3 separate regions of the Mus musculus genome follow, and regions 2 and 3 are each linked to region 1. The links are chromatin contacts, called in public Hi-C and targeted proximity ligation maps. All regions are on one chromosome and are shown on one strand. The core of a region is the stretch at or near the end of the contact, and the rest is flanking DNA. Distances in the headings are between cores, read along the strand shown. Region 1 holds the start of Rps6kb2 (ribosomal protein S6 kinase, polypeptide 2). Region 2 holds the start of Rin1 (Ras and Rab interactor 1). Region 3 holds the start of Rbm14 (RNA binding motif protein 14).

What was found. A called contact is a pair of places that touch in the nucleus more often than the background predicts.
Region 2: a targeted proximity ligation map of pancreatic cancer cells shows a contact between it and region 1. A contact is called at or near these places in 1 of 39 promoter capture datasets (liver), 2 of 484 Hi-C or Micro-C datasets (embryonic stem cells and myocytes) and 1 of 130 datasets of targeted methods (pancreatic cancer cells).
Region 3: a Hi-C map of neural progenitor cells shows a contact between it and region 1, with 2.3 times the contacts expected there. A contact is called at or near these places in 1 of 39 promoter capture datasets (the SN4741 cell line), 1 of 484 Hi-C or Micro-C datasets (neural progenitor cells) and 1 of 130 datasets of targeted methods (pancreatic cancer cells).

The regions. Positions count from the first base shown.
Region 1 is chr19:4,162,097-4,164,646 of GRCm38.p6, forward strand. It overlaps Rps6kb2 (ribosomal protein S6 kinase, polypeptide 2), which reads right to left and starts at 1,287. Exons shown (of 15, transcript NM_021485.3): 1 at 1,072-1,287; 2 at 726-766; 3 at 507-627; 4 at 164-232. The coding sequence starts at 1,149. It overlaps Carns1 (carnosine synthase 1), which reads right to left. Exons shown (of 10, transcript NM_134148.2): 10 at 2,228-2,550.
Region 2 is chr19:5,049,537-5,052,086 of GRCm38.p6, forward strand. It overlaps Rin1 (Ras and Rab interactor 1), which reads left to right and starts at 1,279. Exons shown (of 10, transcript NM_001374051.1): 1 at 1,279-1,405; 2 at 1,538-1,718; 3 at 1,818-1,932; 4 at 2,022-2,094; 5 at 2,205-2,296; 6 at 2,440-2,550. The coding sequence starts at 1,323. It overlaps Brms1 (breast cancer metastasis-suppressor 1), which reads left to right. Exons shown (of 10, transcript NM_134155.3): 10 at 1-376.
Region 3 is chr19:4,810,363-4,812,912 of GRCm38.p6, forward strand. It overlaps Rbm14 (RNA binding motif protein 14), which reads right to left and starts at 1,272. Exons shown (of 3, transcript NM_019869.3): 1 at 810-1,272. The coding sequence starts at 1,146. Gm21992 (predicted gene 21992) reads right to left here and starts at 1,237. Exons shown (of 3, transcript NR_157185.1): 1 at 810-1,237.

The DNA.
Region 1 (2,550 bases), core at 37-2,536:
CCAAGAATTACTCCAAAATCGTATGTATGACAATAGATGCTAAGTCAGCAAGTGTCAAGATAAGGACTGTCTTTATCATGTTTCCGGCTGTCTTCCCGAGACCTGGCACAGGCTGATGGGGATGGCAGCTACTCTGTCTCTGCTGGCTAAGCGAGTGACTCACCTTCCTTAAGACCTTCATGGCATATATTTTTCCCAAGTTGGTGCCTTGCACTTTTCTCACCTGGAACACCTGTAGGGCAGGGGAGACAGGATTAACTTCTCTGACCACACCCCACCTTCAAGGTTGCCCCACCCTAAAGGGACCAAAAGGTCTAAACTCAGCTTAAGGGTGGAACAGTAAAGATCTCCATCAGATTTTGAAAGGATATGCCCTTCCTTCCCCCAGGTCTCCAGCTCTGAATTCCATCAGAGACTCCGTACATTTACAAGCCTATTGGGTGTGAAGGATAGTATGCTGTCTCAGGCTAGAGCTGAGGTCGCCAGGGAGAGAGGGATGTTAGTACCTTGCCATAGCCCCCCTTGCCCAGTACACTCAGTAGCTCAAAGCAGTGGGGCCCGATGCGCTCAGGACCCAGGTTCACGCTGCTCTCTGTCAGCTCTACTTCTTCATAGTGTCCCACTGTCCTAAAGACAGAATAAGTTAATGAGGGAAAGGCTCTAGTGTACTCCAAGTCCCGACCCCTACTCCATACCCCCACCCCCCAAGCAAGACCCTCACTCACTCCAGGCCAGCAGCCCTTAATTCGCCAAGGGGACACACGTCCTGTGAGAAACCAAGTAATAAGAACCATGGGAGGTGCCAGAATACCTCCTCCCAACCTAGGCTCAACTGCTTGGCCCAGGGGAGAGGACCAAGGATAGAAGACAGGAGCAGGGATGGGGAAAGGTTGGGAAGGAGAGACCAAGGATAGAAAAGGAAAGATTGGGTCCAGGGGCTGGGGCTGGGGTTGGGGTTGGGGCTGGATCTGGGTTTGTAGGGGTCACAAACCACTCAGAGTTGGGAGCGCCAGGGTTTTGGTTAACCAGCCGGGCTCCCGGGTCCAGTCGCGCCCGGAGAGAAACACTCACCGCAGGGCTGAACTCCGGTTCGCCCTCGCCCTCGCTCCCTTCCTCGGTCTCCAAGTCTAAATCAAATACGGCCGCCATGGCCCCGCCGGTCCCGCGGGACCCTTGGCCCGGACCAGGCAGAACTCTGACTGACAGCACCGGGCTGTGCCTACGTCATTTCTCCGCGACAGCAGCCGCTCGCTCTGTTGACGCAATAGCTTCACCCACTCTCAAGTCGAGTGGGAAGAAAAGATGGCGCCTGTCGGAAAGCCTCTCGGGAGTCGTAGTTCCAGACATCTGGACCTCCCATCCTGCAAGCCTTATGAATAGAATAGGCTTTACTAGACCATCTTCCTTGTCGGTTTCTCCTGGGCCAGCTCTCGCCCCGAGCCGCGCGCACAGAGGCTCCCATTTTGACTCTGGAGCAAGTTCAAGATTTAATGGGCAGAATTACAGATGCATGAACGTTTAAGTGGCAACTCCTCAGCCCTTCTTAGTGCTGTGAGCTGCCCAGAAAGAAAACTTGTGTCTGTTCGGTTGTATTAGGGGACAGTAAGCTGTATTAGGGACACTCCATACAACCTCCCTGAAGCTCACAGACCCTGCAGGTCTGACATTTTCTGGGCGACTGCCTGGGCTTTGTTTCAAGGCTCCCTTTCTGAAGGGCTCAACACACCTAAATATGGACTTTTGCTAATGTATGCATACCGAGTATTTGAGCTGCCTAGTTCAGAATAGATATTTTAATAGAATATAGTTGAAAGGATGGATGAGAACTGGCGAGATGGTTCAGCGGGTAAAATCACTTGCCATACAAATGGCAAGTGACTGCTGGGGTTCGATCCCAAACGAAGCCTGTCCATTTCTATTGGAGTCTGTCTGGATAGCTTTTCCATTGCACACGGGATGCCCACTGAGGTATAGGATATGAACTCAGATGAACAAAATTTAGGGGTATCCAGGTCTGCAGAGGGATTACTGCCTGAATATGATTTAGGATTATAATTCAAGAAAAAAAAATCTCAAACATACATGTAGATATAAGGTAAGCCCGTAGCAAAGGTCAACCCTGGGGCCCAGCCAATGGGGTGCTTTCTACCTCTCCCTCCCACTTCCCAGCTCCCCACCTACTGAACCTGGGAGGGGAGCACTAGCTAAAACACTGGACTCCGGATACTTCACTAGTTAACAAGTCTTTATTTAGGTAGGCAGGTTTCAGGAGCTGTCCTCGGCTCCTGAGCAAAGACAGGTGTTTTCAGAGTAGCTAGCTCCCTAAAATGAGGAAAGGTGTACACAGAAGTCCCAGGGCCAAGCTAGCTAGGAATGCCAGAGGCCAAAGCAACAAAGCTGGTAGAGATCGTGTGTGGTGTATGGGAGGCAGGTGTTTAGGAGTCTGAGTGCTGCCTATAAATGAAGATAGAAAGGAGAGAGGACCTGGAGGCTAACTGAGCGTTTAAAACAGTAAACAGAGAAGGTTGGCCTTGGCATTCTGTCTACATC
Region 2 (2,550 bases), core at 29-2,528, 890 kb after region 1:
CCTCTGCCACCACTGGCCTGGACTCCTCTGCTCTCCTTGGGATCTGCACAACTGTGGCCCTGAAGCCGACCTGGCCAAGCAAGACTGTGGTCTCCATCCCTGACCAGCCCACTCCCTCCCAAAGAATAACTTCTTCAGCGTCCCCCCACAGAGAGACCAGGCCTCATCCAGAGTCACAGCAGCAGTCCTCCTGACCTTGAACCCTGGCCCTCAGCCACTGAGCCAGGCCCAACTGTAGGAGGAACTCTCAAGCAGACATGTTGGGCCTTGTCCACCCTGACTGCCGCTGGAGAGGACGGCTTCCCAGGCTTTCTCAGGGCTATTCCTGGTGTCTGCCTCTCAGATTCCAAAGACTGGAATAAAATTTAACCTGGGACCTTGGTGTGGCTGATGTGTGGCTGCTGTATCTTAAAAGGGAATCAAGGCTTTGTGGGAGCACCTAAGACAGACTTTGCTGGGGTCCCTGTAGTTTGTGACTTAGAGAAAAGCCTGGGAGAGGAAGTTGGGACCAGAGCAGGAAGCGCCGCATGGCACAGGCAAGCCAGAGAAGCACATGGCCTTGTGTGGTGAAGGGACTTTTGGACATGCCTGGAGGCCAGGTCATGTCTGCACCTGCCCCAGACACTCGGCAGATTGGCAAGGCAGGCTAGCTAGCAGGGCCTGTGTGTGGGAGGCAGCTAGCAGCAGCACCAAGTGCTGTCGACCTCACAGCCACACTCCCCCTCTGGTTAACAGTGAGTGTCAGAACCACCCCCAGAACCTCAGTTAAGCAAAGAGCTTAGTTTCCATGGAGACACAGCATCCTTTCTCCATAGCAACCTGAAATCACAAAACCCAAGTTAGGTTCAGGAATGAGTCATCTGCAACCAGTAGGGGGTGCTCTCCCACAAGGCTGACCTTCCCCCCCCCCCGCCCCCCCTTTGCAAGGCTGGAGCCGATGAGCCAGTGACCACAGACTTCTTAAGGTGACCCAGGGGTGTGGCTTGGGTCTATGGGAACTTGGCTGATCCAGCCTAACCCCTCCCTCCCCCACTGCCTAGTGTGAGGAGGCTGCAGGAGGTGCTGTGTGGGGGTGGTCCTCCCTTAGCCGGGGCCTGATGATGACACTGGCATGGAGGGCTTCTCTGCCATTCAAGACTGTCTAAGAGTAGAAGAAGTGGACACTGGCTACATGGAGTGGACATACAAGAGTTAACTGGCGGGGTGTGACAGGGCGAACCGCCTTCAGGAAGTGTTACTCACCGCCAGGAATGTGCACGCCTGTGCCTTGGGGGTTGGATTGTCTTCCTGAGTCCCAGGAGAAGCCGAAGGAGCTCCCAGCCATGGAAGACCCTGGTGAGACCGGAGCACACCCTCTGGGAGCCACCAACCTGAACTTTGTACCTGGGCACCAACAGAAAGAAAAGTTAGTAAAGTTGGGGGGTCAGCCAGGTGCATCGGGTGAGGGCAGATCTAGGAGGAGCTGGCAAGGACAGGATAGATGGGAAGCCCAGAATGGGAAGACGTGTTCACCCCAGGTCTGGGTGTCTGCCCCCAGGCCATCTACAGACCCACTGTATGACACACCTGATACCAGAGGGGTACAGGCAGGCGGGTCCCAACAGCCAGCACGTACTGTGAGCCTTCGGGAGCGGCTGCTGATCACCCGGCCTGTGTGGTTACAGCTGCGGGCCAACGCTGCAGCCGCGCTGCACGTGCTGAGGACAGAGCCTCCGGGGGTGAGTCTCTCCCTTTCCTCAAGGCCTAGCCCGCCAAGGATGGGAGGGAACCAGCCTGGACATGGAGGACCAGAGCCTCCTAATCTCGTTCACTCACAGACCTTCCTGGTGCGGAAATCTAACACTCGCCAGTGCCAGGCTCTGTGTGTGCGGCTGCCAGAAGCTAGTGGCCCCTCTTTTGTCTCCAGCCACTATATCGAAGAGAGTACTGGCGGTGAGGAGGGTGGCCTGGAGGGCAGGGGCTGGAAGACAGGCAGGGGAGGGAGGTCCCCAGAGAACAGCCTCACTCCCAATGTCTCTCAGGTGTCTCTTTGGAGGGCTCAGAGCTCATGTTCCAGGACCTGGTGCAGCTCATCTGTGGATACTGCCGTACCAGGTGAGCCTGCCTGGGGGGCACCTGCTGAGCCCTGGGCCTGCTTCCCTGGACTGCCTGTCCTCTGCATCTGAACCCCGCTCACTCCTGACTGCTCCTTGCTCTGTCCTTAGGGACATTCTTCTCCTCCCTCTCCGACTCCCCAGAGCCATTCATCAGGCAGCCACCCACAAAGAGCTGGAGGCCATCTCCCATCTGGGCATGGGTAAGGGTACCCTGCAGCCTGTTACACAGATGGACACACAGAGGTCAAATGGGGGAAGGAAGAGCAATCAAGATTTTCCTTTGTGGGCACCCTGCAGAGCCAGCTCTGAGCACCCCCCCCCCCCATTGGTTTCTCATTGCTAGAGTTCTGGAGCTCCTCACTCAACACCAAGGACCAACAGAGGCCTTCGGAAGCCCCACCCATACCCCGGCTGAAGGCTCGCTCCCCTCAAGAGCTGGATCAGGGCACTGGTG
Region 3 (2,550 bases), core at 22-2,521, 650 kb after region 1:
CAATCTCACCAAGCTAATAAACATCTGTGCCCGGAGGCACCAGCTTAGCAAGTAAAAGGCTAACGAGGGAGAGGCTTAATAGCCCCCTTTCACATGCAAAAATAACGCAGAAAACCGGGGCTTCCACTTGTTAAGTTGTAAAACCCAACACAAAGTGGAGGGTGGAGGAAAAGAATTAAAAAGCACAAAACCGCCAAGGCTAACCCATCGAATACTGAAAGGTCAAAGGGGTTCCGAAAAGGCCCCTCCCATGCCCACAAGCAGATTCATTCCAGACAATACTAAAAAAGCCCGAACCCGAGAAACCAAGGGCCCGCTACCTTCCGGGAAGCATCGGGAAGGAACGCCAGAGCGGCCTTGGGGCTTCAACCCAACCTTTTCCCTTTTCCCTCGATCTGACCAAATTCTGGAGAGGAAGTGGGGAAGTGGCGAACTCTTTTCACCGCTCCATAATCCGGTTGGTGCCCTTCCCTTTCCATTTCATTTTGGTGCCAGGCTCATGCAACCAGGAAAAGGCGCCTCCTCCCAACCCCGCACACTCGCAAATCTCTGGCGCGTCCCCAGCCCCGAGGCTTCGGCTTGCAGTGGCCACTGCACCCGCCCGGAACCGACTCCTCCCACTTGATGAATGTTGCTGGGACCGCAGGGGAGAAGGGTGGCTCTACCCAACTCGCCCCCAGCACCTTAGGCCCCGCTCCTGCACACTTCCCCATCATTCCCAACCCTGAGGACCAACCCCAGAGTGAGGGGCGTGGCTAAGAGGCAGAGAGCACCGCGCGTGTCCCCTCCCGAGCGCGCTCCCGCGTTACCTTTTACCACGTCACACTCGATGACGCGTCCACGGCGCTCGAAGAGGCTGCGCAATTCCTGACTTGTACATGCAGCCGATACATTGCCCACGAAAATCTTCCAAGTGTTCAGGGGCCTCGGGCGCGACATCTCCACCACGAGCGCGCGACCTGGACGCAGCTCGTGGCCATGCAGGGCCTCGATGGCGCGCACCGCGCCAGCGTTCTCGCGCATGTGCACGAAGGCAAACTGTTTCATGACGGCGCAGCTCATGACCGTGCCATAGGGCGCGAAGAGAGCTGCCAACTCCTCCGGTGTCGTATCCGCCCCATCGACATTGCCCACAAAAATCTTCATTTTGCCGCCGCAACCGCCTTCTCGGAGAGACAGGACCTCTCCTACAGCGACAGGCAAAACGTCCGAACGACCCGCAGTCCTCCACAGGAATGGCTGGCGACCGAGAACCCCGCCGCGCAGGCGCTCTAACCTAACCAATTGGAGGCGGCATCGCGCGCGGATAGCAGCCAATCAAACAGGTTGAGAGCAGATGTCCTTTGACGCAGCCAATCCCAGAGGGCCTGGAGCCCCTTGTTAACGGAGGGGGTGGAAAAAGCATAGAGGCGCGCGACCAACCGCCACCTTCGGGGGGAGGGGAAAGGAGGGCTGGGGACGGGGAAGCGCGCTCCGGCCGAGTCCGCAGAGGCCTAGTCAGAAGAGCTACCTCCGGCCAGGGTGTGGCGTCCCGGCGGGGCCCCAAGGAAAACTTTGTTCTTTAGGGAAGTCCGGGCTCCTCCGTTTGAGCTGCCGCAGCCAAACCCTGGGTGTTGTGATGGCAGCCTCAGCGTCTGCGGTAAGGCCGCGCCCGGAGGAGAAACCAGGACAAACCCCTTTTAGTCTGGGATTGGCCCCCGACACTATATGCTTGGAGTAGGAAGGGACTGTAACTCTTTCTTTGCAAGCACATTACTTGGGGTTGCTTGAGCTCTGGAGGATTTTGCAGACAGTGAATATTGAGCGTCTGTCTGTCTCAACCTGATGGAATTTCGAGAATTACGATGATGACCATTTATTGTATGCATGAAGTTTATCACAGTATTATGTTCCATAAAGTAGAAGATCAGTAATCCTGAGGAAGCCAAAAGTTGGATCTTAAAAATATATGAGGAGGGGGCCAGGAGTGGTGGGCACCCTTTTAATCCCAGCAACCAGGAAGCAAAATCGAAAGAAATTTGTTCGAGGCCAGCCTGGTCTACATAGTGAGATCCAGGATAGGCAAGGATATAGAGAGACCCTGTCTTTAAAAAAACAGCAAAAACTTAGAGGGGCTGCTCACTGGTAAGAGAGCTTGCTGCTTTTCCAGAAAACTTGAGTTCGATTCCCAGCACCAACATGAGGGCTTACAAACCAGCTAATTCCAGTTCCAAGAGAACTGGCCATTGCACATCTGTGGTACGCAGAGAAACAAGCAAAACACCCACACACATAAAATAACGTTAAATTTAAAAAAGGCTGGAGAGATGGCTCAGTGGTTAAGAGCACCGACTGCTCTTCCAAAGGTCCTGAGTTCAAATCCCAGCAACCACATGGTGGCTCACAACCATCCATAGTAAGATCTGTCGCCCTCTTCTGGTGCATCTGAAGACAGCTACAGTATACTTAGATATAATAATAAATAAATCTTTTAAAAAAATTTAAGCCATCCCTGTAATCCCAGCACTTGGGAGGCAGAGGCAGGCAGATTTCTGAGTTCGAGGCCAGCCT